Regions from separate parts of the Mus musculus genome. Here region 2 is linked to region 1. Evidence: chromatin contacts called from public HiChIP or PLAC-seq data. All regions are on one chromosome and are shown on one strand. The core of a region is the stretch at or near the end of the contact, and the rest is flanking DNA. Distances in the headings are between cores, read along the strand shown.

What was found. HiChIP or PLAC-seq counts read pairs in DNA pulled down with a chosen protein or histone mark.
Region 2: a contact with region 1 is called in an HNF4G HiChIP or PLAC-seq map of pancreatic cancer cells. The contact joins two enhancer-like sites. A contact is called at or near these places in 1 of 484 Hi-C or Micro-C datasets (nephron progenitors) and 5 of 115 datasets of contacts at active chromatin or transcription factors (a colorectal cancer cell line, embryonic fibroblasts, fibro-adipogenic progenitors and 2 more).

What each region holds. Positions count from the first base shown.
Region 1 is chr7:66,599,514-66,605,263 of GRCm38.p6, reverse strand. No RefSeq gene overlaps it. Among named protein-coding and RNA genes, the nearest start is that of Gm33570, 21 kb to the right of the region's middle. Within about 2 kb of position 4,068, at least 56 of the 459 cell types and tissues checked have an H3K27ac peak or open chromatin away from gene starts, as enhancers often do. A contact at or near this core is called in pancreatic cancer cells and trophoblast stem cells, where this site is marked.
Region 2 is chr7:66,472,968-66,479,132 of GRCm38.p6, reverse strand. No RefSeq gene overlaps it. Among named protein-coding and RNA genes, the nearest start is that of Gm33515, 47 kb to the right of the region's middle. Within about 2 kb of position 1,447, at least 45 of the 459 cell types and tissues checked have an H3K27ac peak or open chromatin away from gene starts, as enhancers often do. A contact at or near this core is called in pancreatic cancer cells and trophoblast stem cells, where this site is marked.

The DNA of each region.
Region 1 (5,750 bases), core at 2,819-5,318:
CCGTCAGAAAACACAGCTATTTACATTACGATTTATAACTAGCAAAATTACAATTATGAAGTAGTAATGAAAATAATTTTATGGTTGAGGATTATCACAACATGAGGAACTGTATTAAAGGGGTGCAGCACTAGGAGGGCTGAGCACCATTAACCTAGAGGAACAAGAGAAGCAAACATTGCGGCCAACATGAGGCTGGCTTTTGGAAAGAAGCACCTCTGACCCACACTTCTGATGGAGCTACTCCTGCCCTGGGCTTGGGAGATGAGCCAGAGGAGATGCTAAAGAGTCAGGAGGAGGGCTTAGAGCCTAGGGCCAGGATGTAAGCAACATCTGAGCAGATGGAAGCCCTCAGTACATCTGGGGTAAGCCTGGAGTACTAGATATCCTCAAGAGGACTTTGTGGATGGTGGATGTGAATGGTGGGTGAAATAAAATCTTCCCTAGAAAGGGCTAGCAGACAAACCTAACAGCATGAACATCATAAATACCTATCAGTTCATTGAGTAAAACTATTGACTTTCTAACTGGATCATTGTACTCATTGAATTAGCTCTTATTGACCATTAGTCAATGGAGAAGCAAGAAGATAGAGGACAAGAGCAACTGTGTGAGAGACTCAGAATCCCCTGGCCTCGCAGGGCCAGAACCAGAGCTGGACCCAAGGTGATTTCTCGTGTTTGTTTCTTGTTCCTTCAACCAGAATGGTCTAGGCTACTCTGCCCATTCATTGACCTGGTTCTGGTTGTACCAGTTCTTTATCTCCAAACACTGAAAATTCTCTTCACTTCCATTAATTAATTAATTTACTTTACATCCCAATCAAAGCTCCCTCTCTCTCCTCTCCTTCCAATTCTTTCCTCTCACCTCCCCTCTCTCTATGCCCCCCTTTCTTCTCAGAGAAGGGGAGACCTCCCATGCATAACAAACCCCTAGCATATCAAGTTGTAGTTGGAATGGACAAATATTCTTCTATTGAGGCTAGACAAGGCCATCCAGTTAGGGGAAAGAGATCTAAGGGCAGACAATTGAGTCAGAGACAGCTCCTTGCTCCTGCTGTTAGAGGTTCCACATGGTTCACTGTCTGTGCGGCCCTATGTGTCCAGGTTAGTTGATTCTGTAGGTTTTCTTGAAACAAAGAAAATTCAATGCCTTGAATGTAAACTATTTCTCTAGGGCATTTAGAATACCAGTATCTTTATTTTCAGTTGCTATAACAGAATACTACAGACTGGGTGATTTATAAAGAAAATAAACTTGTTTCTGCAGCCCTAGAAATTAGGAAGTCCAAGATCAAGGCACCAGCATCTGGTGAGGAATTTCTTGCTACCTCATTTCATGGCAGAGGGTACAATATGGTGGAAAATTAAAATAACAACTCACTCTACTAATAACCAGCTCTGTTATAACAACAGCTCTGCTCCAGCCGAAGAGCTTCATGACCTGAACACTTCCTGTTGTGGTCACAGGGGCTGGTCCATTTCAACTTGAGTTTTAGAGGAAGATGTCTTCTCTACAGACCTCCCTTTAGACTTTGGGGATCTCATAAAGAAGGGTTCACTGGGCCTCCTTCCTTTCTGTATCATTCTTGGTCACCTCTTACTGGGGATTTCCTCAACTTTCATCATTAAGGATTGCTGAGAAAGTCACACCCTTACCTTTCATCAGTCATCCCCTCGATATGGGCTGAGAGCCAGCTCAAAGAAAATAGAGACTTAGGTTGTGGCCAGTAAGCCCAGGCCAGTCAGTCCCAAACACTCACATACATCCTTGCATATCTGTGACCCTCATAGCCTTGGGGACATGCCATGAAGCCATTCCTTGATGAGCAGACAATAGCCTTTCTGAAAACCATGGAGAACAGCCATGTGTTACTCAACAGAATTCCATTAGTGCCGAAGCAGATAAGGAAGAGAAAGACACTGGAAGGGTCTCGGCAAGGAACGGTCCATGCCAGGATGTGACATCTCACATTTAGCATTCATCGGGCACCGTTCCTCAGAGGGAGTCTCTGCCCTCAAGGAGATGTAGAGAGCCACCTTTCTACTCTTTGGTCTCCTTGGAGCTGTGCACCTGTGGAGCATAACCAAGCATGATCTCCAGGCACCTTGACAAGAAGGATTCCAGGGGCCATGCAGAAGGAGACCACTCTTCTTTTGTAGTTTCTTAGTAGCTTATATCTGATGGCAGCTTTTGTGGATGAATTTTAAAAAGAATCAAAAATAACAATAACAAGAACAACAACAGAAATAACACTTTCTGTGCAGTCCTTGTCTAGAATAAAGAAACTTCGAAGTCTTAGTAGGGTAAACAGCAACTCTGTGGGGGCATATTGAGTACGAACTTCATTTGAAAGGAGTCTTTTAAATAATGGCTTCACTGGAGTTCTGACCACGTGCTACGTAATGCTAAGCACTTTACCTGACCTTGTAATGTTCAACTCTCATGGATCCTTCTCACATGATGGCAGGTACTGTCACCATGGCTGTTTTAGAGGCGAGGGTTGGCTGGAGGAAGTGGCTCTCTCCCTGGGTAACATGGGTAAAATGGTAACGTGAGATTCACACATGGGTTTGTATGAGTCCAACATCCATACCTTTCAGGTCTGCCCACTCGACTCTCGTGTCGACAGTGGCTTGAGGCCTGAAGGAGATGGTGGTTTCAGATGGACATCCAGCAAGCAGGTCTTCACAACTGGTAGAACACAAAGAAATGGGGGTGGGATGGCAACAAGAAGTGGATGTAATGGGCTTGATGGGTGGGAAGTGACCGGGACTGGCCAGTATCAAGCAGCATTCCTCAGCAGGAATCATGGATGGCAATCAGTGTGTGGGATTGTCTTGGGCCCCAGAGGGCAACTCTCACACCTGGACCCTGCCACCCAGTGCCAGTTGCCACCTCCACCCTTGTATCAACTCAATGCTTGCACGCATTTCCAAACACCCCTTCGGGCACCCCAGGCTCAGAACCAGAAGAGAAAATGAATTTTGAGAGTCCAGTTAGACTGTGATCGGGATTAGATGAAGAAAGGCCTTGAAAACTAGACCAACTGAGTCTGGTCCTGAGACTGGAAATAATGAGAAGCCACTGAAGGTTGATGAGCAAGGAAGAGTGTGTGGTGGGGAGGGCAAGAAAAGGGGAGAGCCCAGACACTGTAGACAGCAGACTCTCAAGGTGGCTGGCAATCCCTGTGAGTCATAGACTGTTTATCTGCTGTGGTCAGTCTTGTCTTCATGGGAGAAATAACCCAATATCACCAGCAGCAGAACTGGTAATAAAACTGAAGGGGGTGGAGCTCCCCTACCATGCTCTAAAGGAGCCAGGGCCTCTGCTCAGGTCATAGAATTAGTCCTTTTTTTGTTGCTGTAGTAAATACACTTGAGTCCAGGTGGTATATAAAGCCATGTTTATTTGGTTCACTTTGAATGATGAATGTCCAAACAGCTTAGGTTCAGTTCTGGTCAGGGCCTGTCTGGCTATCTGGCTATATTGTAACAGGACAGATGACATCTTGGTGGGAGCTCATGAGAGAGGGAGAGGACACATGGCAGCATAAATGAATAGATAATAGATAGATAGATAGATAGATAGATAGATAGATAGATAGATAGATAGATAGATAAAAAGGAAGTCAGTTCTAGAGACTGAGAAGGAGTTGAGGATACAGGGTAACTACACTAACCCTTCCCCAAAGCATGCTTTCAAAGTGCTAAGACCTTCCCGCTAGGCCCCAAGTTTGAATTGTCTACTGATCTGTTAACATCCTCATACTGAGGAGAATCAAGCTCTCAGCATATGTGCCCCTGGGGCACACACCTAAACCATATGCCCACCTTAGCAGTAGGACGTTGAGACCACCTATGGGAAAGGTTGAATCCCCTGGCTATCACTAACAGGAAGGAAACGGGTGGGGAAGCAGGGGTGAAGATGACTCAGAGCCTTGCCAACAATGATTTCCTTTGTTTTTCAGTCCGGTTTGTTTAAGCTGTCCCTGAGCCTCCTTCTCTTTATCCAAGAGGTCATTAAACTTTGTCTTGTAAACTTCATTGCAGGGCTAACTTGCAAACTGGGAACAGACCGTACCGGTCCTTGAGCCAGGCGTCTCAGGAGCTCCGTCCCTACTCATAGCTCTGTGAAGCCTTAGCTGTGTTGTTGTGATATGTTTAGGCAAAGAGAAGTACAGTCTTGTGGAGCTGGAGAAGGAGGACTTCTGAGTCCACCCCTAAAAGGTCTGGGACAGACTAGAGAAATGTGTGTCTGTATGGGTCTTCGATGAGGAGAGCTCTACTGGGGACAACTTGGGCATCACTCTTTGGCCTGAAAAATAAAATTGCTGCAACTGCCTGCATCCCAGTGACCAGACAGCCTCAAGAATGATATGTAGCTTTGTTTATAAGGAAGAAAAGCCAACCCTTGAGAAAATTCCCAGAACAATGATTGTAATTCATGACAAGACAGAGTATGTGAGGTTTTTCTGGCGCCTTAGCTCGTGTTGTTGATATAGGACCGTGTGGGATTTTCTTTCTCATGCTCTGAGGAAATTACACATTTTTACCAAAATACTGACTTGAAAGACAGGAAGAAAGAGAGAAAGAAAGAGAGAGGGGGGAGGGAAGGAGGGAGGGAAGGAGAGAGAGAGAGAGAGAGAGAGAGAGAGAGAGAGAGAGAGAGAATTCATGCCTCTTTGGGGAAGATTGAAAAGATTCTAACTCAAGAACACCCTCCACGCCCTGTCGGCTGGGCTTCAGGTTATGGTCTTCCCCCCTCCCCCGTCCCTGAGTGGGGCTTATCCTGAAGTGTCTTATCACATTGGCATTGGATTTACACTCCAGGGAGGGGTGGGGTAGATCTTGTTTAATACAATTTTTAAATTTCTTATGTCTTTCAAACACCCACAATGATATGACAGCCAAAGAAATCTTGTTATGGATTTATTAAGGAGCGCCGTCCCTGGATGTATTCCAAGCTTTTGCCAGTTCTGAAAAAGTTTGGCCAAAAATATTTGGCCTTCAAATATTGACATTGTCACAGTCTCTCCCCCCTCCTCTGACTCTCACTAATACATGCTGGACTTTTCTGTCTAAACTCTGTCCTCCATAGCTCCATAGTTCTGTTACCCTGGATTATTGTTTAAGGACATTTATTTGCTTGGGTGACAGATGAGGAGACTTCAAGGTTTTCACTGGCAGTCATTCCCCCCTTTTAGATTCATTTACTTTTATATGAGTACATTGTTGCTGTATTCAAACACACCAGTAGAGGGCATGAGATCCTATTACAGATGACTGTGAGCCACCATGTGGTTGCTGAGAATTGAACTCAGAACCTCTGGAAGAGCCACCAGTGCTCTTAACCGCTGAGCCATCTCTCCAGCCCTGTTTTATTTTGGTTCATTTTGTTTTTTATCTCTACTCCATTCTATATGATTTCTATGGACCCATCTTTCCATTCCCCAACTTTTTCTTTGACTTCGTCTTGCCTTTTGTAAAACTGTTGACTGAGTTACAAAGTTTGATCATGGTGCTTATTTCCTGGCAATTCCATTTGGTTCTATCAAGTTTCCCATGGTGCTTTAATAGTTTACTATTCTTTTTTAAAAGCTTCAAATACCATTCTGTATTTTGGGTGGGAACGTGGCTCAGTGGCATAGCTCTTCTCCACAGAGCTCTGCCAAAGCAGTTTCTGTTAAGTTCCTGATTTGGGTGGGAGATGACGACTACTTACTCACTCAGACTCTGAAGGCATCACTC
Region 2 (6,165 bases), core at 198-2,697, 120 kb after region 1:
AGTGAGTTTGGGGGAGGTGTGTGCTCCCAAAGGAATGCCCCCAGGGAAGGGGGGAAAGAGGGCTTAAAGCTGGGAAGGCCCTAAGAGGGTCTTAGCACCAGATGTAAGAAAAATGAGGCGTAGAGGCAGACAGACTTGATCTCAGTGAGCTGGACCCACTTTAATAGAAGAGCTGGGGCCTCAGGCTTCCCAGTGAAGGTGGAGTGCCTTTATAGGGGCTAGGGGCAGGTACACACACACACACACACACACACACACACACACAAGTGCAGGTAACTACCAGGGAGTTGCAGCCATTTTTGTGGTTTGACTGGGAGAAGGGTGAGTTGTTCAATACCAGGGCACGAGGTTTCTGCAGGTGAAGTAGATCAGTGAAGCTGAGGGCCAAGCAATTCTTTATGATTCGCAGCTATTGCCCGGTTGCAGCCTGACTGAACTAGAACTTTAAGCTGAAACTTCACTTTCCAGCATTTCCGTTGCCCCAGACAACTACAGTCTGAAAATATTAACTAAATGGAAAATTCCAGAAATGAAACAAGTCACAAGTTTTAAACAACTTATAAGAAAGAGATTGCTATCATTGTTCTATCTTATTATTAGTTACAGTTTTAATCTCTTAGGGTACCAAATGTATAAATTAACCATGAGCATGTATGTATGGGGAAAATAGCATACAGAAAGCCAGGCACTAGGTAGCTGCAGTCTCATTCGCCGTTTGGAAATCACCCCCTCCCCCCAAGCATAATGGGGTGCTACTAAATTTGCATAGTGGAAGTCTAACAAATCCCTCTTCCCAAGGCCACATTCAGTAATGTCGCAGTTGCTTGGCATTGATGAGAGTGAAAGTATTTCCACTAGGCGATTGGCAAAGCTACAAATGAGGCGCTTTAATGACAATTCAACTCTAAAGCCACCAGGTTGTGAGTAACAGGACATAACAAGGCGATATTACAGAGTTCCGCAGCTAATATTTGATTCAGGGATTCTGTAAGAACTACATGTGTTTGTTATGAACACAAGATTTGGGGGCGGGGGGGGGGGGACGAAAGACTCCTGGGAGAAACAGGAGGGTCGAGAAGTTGCAGTAAAGAATACGGTGTAGCCTGCTGTTTATTGTAAGTGGTGCAGTGCACATTCCGGATGTCACCAACTCTTACTTGGAATTCCTATGTGCGTGAATGCATGTGCTGTCTTTCGCTAAGCTGCCGTTAGACAGTTTGCACAGTGATATTGGACCCACTGAGAAAGAACAATCCTGTCGCTAGCAGCACCTGCCCTGGAGATCCTTGCCAGGAGATGAGTTAAAGGGCACTTCTGGGATGTCTACAGAAGGACACGGGAAAGCAAACAAATGACAAGATGACATCATTCTTAAGGAACACACAAATGACTGCACAGACAGGAACCATGACTCAGCCATCTGCCAGTGACTCAGCTAGAAACCTTCAGTCAAATAAAGTCCACTACAATGTCCTTTGAGATGTAAGTACCACATGCTGTTGATTGGACAGTGCACCACAAACACGCTGCCCGGAAGCAAGGAAATGCCCTGTACAGTCATTTCCTGTTTCAGACACTGTTAAATGCGGGTGGGACAGGAAGGGAGGAATAAGGACTGGAGAGATGGCTCAGTGGGAAAAGACACTGTGGCCAAGCCCAAAAGCCTGTATTAGATCCCTGGAACCTACGTGGTAGAAGGAGAACGAACTCTTAGAAGTTCTCAGATTTCCACATGTGTCCCATGGTACAAACACCATCCCCCCCCCCACACACACACACACTCAATAAATGCAATACAACTTTTTAATGAGGAGCAATGTTGGCTTGCAGTATGTGGTGGGGTGGGGGAGGGGATGATCCAGACGATGGGGATGAAAGAGGTGGATCATTATTGCATGTTTAAGAGTAAAATTTCAATATTTCATTTAAACCTTTCAGTTGCATTCATTTATTTTCACGTGTGCTCAGTGCACATATGAAGGTCAGAGAACAACTTTCGGGAGCTGTTTTTCTCCACCCTGTAGGTTAGGTGCCAGGAAGGGAATTCAGGTTTTCAGGTGTAGCAACAAGTATCTCTACCCACTGAGCCATCTCACAGGCCCCTCCTTTAAACGTTTATGAATGTTGACAATGGAGTAGGTGCCACTTGCAGCCATGGTTCCTGTGAGCCGTGGTCACACAGCACAATGTTGTCGGGGGACATCAGCGGCTGTATGCTCTTGTCTCTGCTGAACTCCTGGCTTCCCATCCAGAGGAACTGGAGTCTGTGGGGGGGGTGAGAGCTGGGGGGCTGCCCCCACCAGTCCCGCTCTCTGATCACCTACTGACATCATCTCTCTGTGTGATCTTGGTAATCCTATCCGCTCTGTGCCTTTCCTGAGAAAATAAATGAAAGCAAGCCCTCAGAGTGGTCCTCAATCCACTTAATTGTCTTGCCTTCAGGTTTTGACAAATAATCCGTACTTCTTAAGACCCTCCAAGCTCGCGTCTGCCTCCTCCCCGTTATTTCTTTGAAATTCCACTCAGTGGTCTCCATCTCACATGTCTCCCTCCACCTGACCCTGGCACACTTTCTCTCTGTCTTCTCCTGCAGGGGCTAAGCTGAATTCTTCCCGTGGACCTTGGCAGAGCCTGGCTCCCTGCACAGTTGGTCAGGGACATATGCAGAAAAGGCATGTGGAGGTCAGCCCCGCACAGTGACACCCAGAGAGAAGGCAGACACGCTGAACTAGAGACATACCACTGACATGAGGTCAGAACCCCATGCTCCCCATCGCTTGGCTTCATCCAAGCCAGGACAGAACTATGGGACACCTAGACTATCCAGGCCTGACCACCAAGAGCCCTTGCCTGCCTGTAGAGTCTACAAGAAGAATTCAAGCAGACTTTTAATTGTGGAGGGCTTTTAAAATTTTTTAACTAGAGTGCTATTTATTTTTACTTTTTTTTTCCTCTTTGGCATGTGTATATGTGTGTTGTTCATGTGTGTGCATGTGTCATCCAGGTGTGTGGTGCATGCCCATGTGTGTGAAGGACAGAAGCCAACATCAAATGCCTCTTTAATTCTTTAGTTTCTCTTTACCATGTGTATGCTCATACCTCTCTCTCTCTCTCTCTCTCTCTCTCTCTTTCTCTCTTTCTCTCTCTCTCTCTGTGTGTGTGGGTGTGTGTGTGTGTGTGTGTGTGTGTGTGTTGCTGACCCTGGAGCTCCAGGGATCTCTGTCTCTGCCCCTGTTCCTGGCACTGGGTTACAGAGGCACCCTTTACGCCTGGCTTCTCCTGGGTGCTGGGGAATTAAGCTCAGGTTCTCTTAGGTGTGATATGAAGCCCCCTACCTACAGTACAATCTCCAAGCACCAAGCACTTATCTTTCTGAGACTTAATTTGTGAGTGCCTGATTCCAGGGCAGCTGGGGTAGTAGTCCTGGTTTAGGAACAACCCTTAGGGACCAGGGTGGCCTTTTAGGTCCTATCTATGCCTGTGTCAAGGGTCAGATTTTAGTATGGTCTGTGCAGAGAGGATTGATTTCAGGAACTGACATTCTCAGCTAGCCTCCTGCCCCAAGCTTGAGTCCTGCTTGGAAGATCTTTGGCACTTCCAGCCATCCCAAAGCTCCCAGTAATAGGAGACAGACCACATGTACCGACTTATGGACCCAAGAACAGGCCAAGTGGAAGAGTCTTCTTAAGGCTGTCACCAGTACTCATGTTACACTGCCCTGAGATTCCAGGCTTACCTGTGCTCAGATAAAGAGATAAGGAAGTCTCGGTGGAGGAAGGGAGGCTGGGGCTGGAAGAAGCCCCTTTCCTTTCATGACCTTGGACCACACAATTCAAAAAGGACTGAGCGAGTGGCAAGTGTTCAATAATTGCAAGCCAATATTTTTGTTTTCTTTAAAAGTCACATGCAGAAAGTGGCCTTTTATTTCTGTGAATTTTAAGACACATGTAAACCTTCCAGAGTAGGTTACAAACGAGTTCCGTCGCCTCAGGAAACTCCCTCTTGCTGCCTCTTTCCAGCCTTGTCTCTCTCTCTCCCTTCTTTTGGTTGACCTTTTCTGGAATGTTATATAAGCACAGGTAGGTGGCCAGCTAAGACTGGTTTATTTGTCTCCGTATAATGGCTTTGACATCCATTCTGGTTATCCTTTTTTATCTGTAGTTATCGCCTTTTTTCTCACTGAATAGTATTCCATGGCACACTGTTAACAGTTAATTCATTCGGTCATCTGTTTTATAATCTAAGGTCGTATCTGTCACGACAGCTATGAATGCTTTTCAAATCGCTGGGCGCCAGGTGATGCCTGTGCCCTGAACCACCCGTTCTCCAACCCTACTTGCCCTTGGGGGTTGGAGGGGAAGTGACACAGAATCAAAGACACAGACTCCAGGAGCAGGAGAGAAATGCCGCAGCAAGCTTGTCTCAGCACTGCTGCAAGCTCCTTTAATACCCTCCACCCGTGCTCCATTGGTCCCAAGAAAGCATCTCTTCTAAACAGCAGTTCCTGATTGGTTGGCTCTGTATGAATCAGCAGTCCTTGGACTCTTAGGCAGTTCTCAATTAGGTCCTCCTGCAGGAGATGCCTTTGGGACTGCACGGCCCCCAGCATTTATGTAATTGCCGTTGCTCCTACATTTTTACCCTTTTGTTTTTAAACTTTGACAGCCTAGTGGAAGCCAGAGTACCTGTGTGCCATTGTCTCTTTATTGTTGACCCCACCTTGAAGGATCCCCAGTATACTGGATTGTACGCCTTAGGTTATCCTGTCTTCCAGGATCTTACTCATTATTGACTACCAGCCCTCAAAGAGACATCACTCCAGAGGCATATCACACAAGGGACAGCCTACAAAGTAGTCTCACAGATTTCTGCCATCAATGCTTTGATCACTTCCTTAGGGGGCTGCAATCAGGATTTTCAAGCACCTAGATGGTCACCTTATTTATGGAGAGCTGCCTGTGAGACACTTAAACAAAATAATTATTAGTATGACAATTCCTCCCATCATAGCATAAGTGGCTATCAACAAGGGGTCAAACAGCCTCTTAATATTGTCACAAAATGGTCTTTGCATGAGCACGTGTTCATTTCTGTGGAGCAAATATCTAGCAAAGGACTAATGGGTCACAAGTGGCAGTGGTACAGCCTGGTGGTTTAATGTCCATTTTCTGAAGTGGCTGGGGGTACTGAGAATATCACTGTGTGCCTGCTTGACCCACTAGTCTTCTGGGGGTAAAGTTCACTCCATAAGCTCCATCCACCTTTTTAACTGTGTCATTCATATTCTTGCTTTTGAAATTCAAGAAGAATTTTACATACTCTGGATAGGCTAATATTACATTTGCAAATACGTCCTGTCAGATGGTGGATCATGGCTTCTTCTTCTTTCTTTTTTTACGATGTATTTATTTATTTTATGTATATGAGTACACTGTAGCTATCTTCAGACACACCAGAAGAGGGCATCGGATCCCATTACAGATGGTCGTGAGCCACCGTGTGGTTGCTGGGAATTGAACTCAGGACCTCTGGAAGAGCAGCCAGTGCTTTTTCACCACTCCCCAGCCCTGCTGCATTTTGTGGAACAGAGGATTTTAGCTGTGGTGGCTTCCAGGTCCCACACTGCTTCTGATATCAGATGTCTAACCCCAGGCTGGGATGCACTGCTGTTTGCATTTAAGAAGTTTACACTTTGCTAAGTAAATTTTGAATAAAGATATGGTCCTCACATCAGGAATTTGTTTTTAAAGTTATTTTGCTTCAGAGTGTCCAATTGTTTTTTTTTTTTAAACAGTTTTAAATATATACCTGCTTTAGTGTCTTCTCTATTACTGTGATAGGTACCAGGACCAAAGCGACTTATAAAAGAAAGTGTATAATTTGGCTTGTGGTTTCAGAGGGTTAAAGTCCATGATGGAGAATAAAAGTAACACTGAGAGATCACGTCTTTGTCCACAACCATGAGGGAGGCACAGAGAGACCACAGGGAGTTGTAGCAGTCTTCTGATACCTCAAAGCTCACCCCCAATGACACCTCTTCCAATAAAGCCACACTCCCCCATCCTTCCCAAACAGTTCTACCAACTAGGGACCAGATATCCAAGTATATGAGCTTATGAGGGGCCATTCCCATTCAAACCATAATATTTTTCCTAATATTCAAAT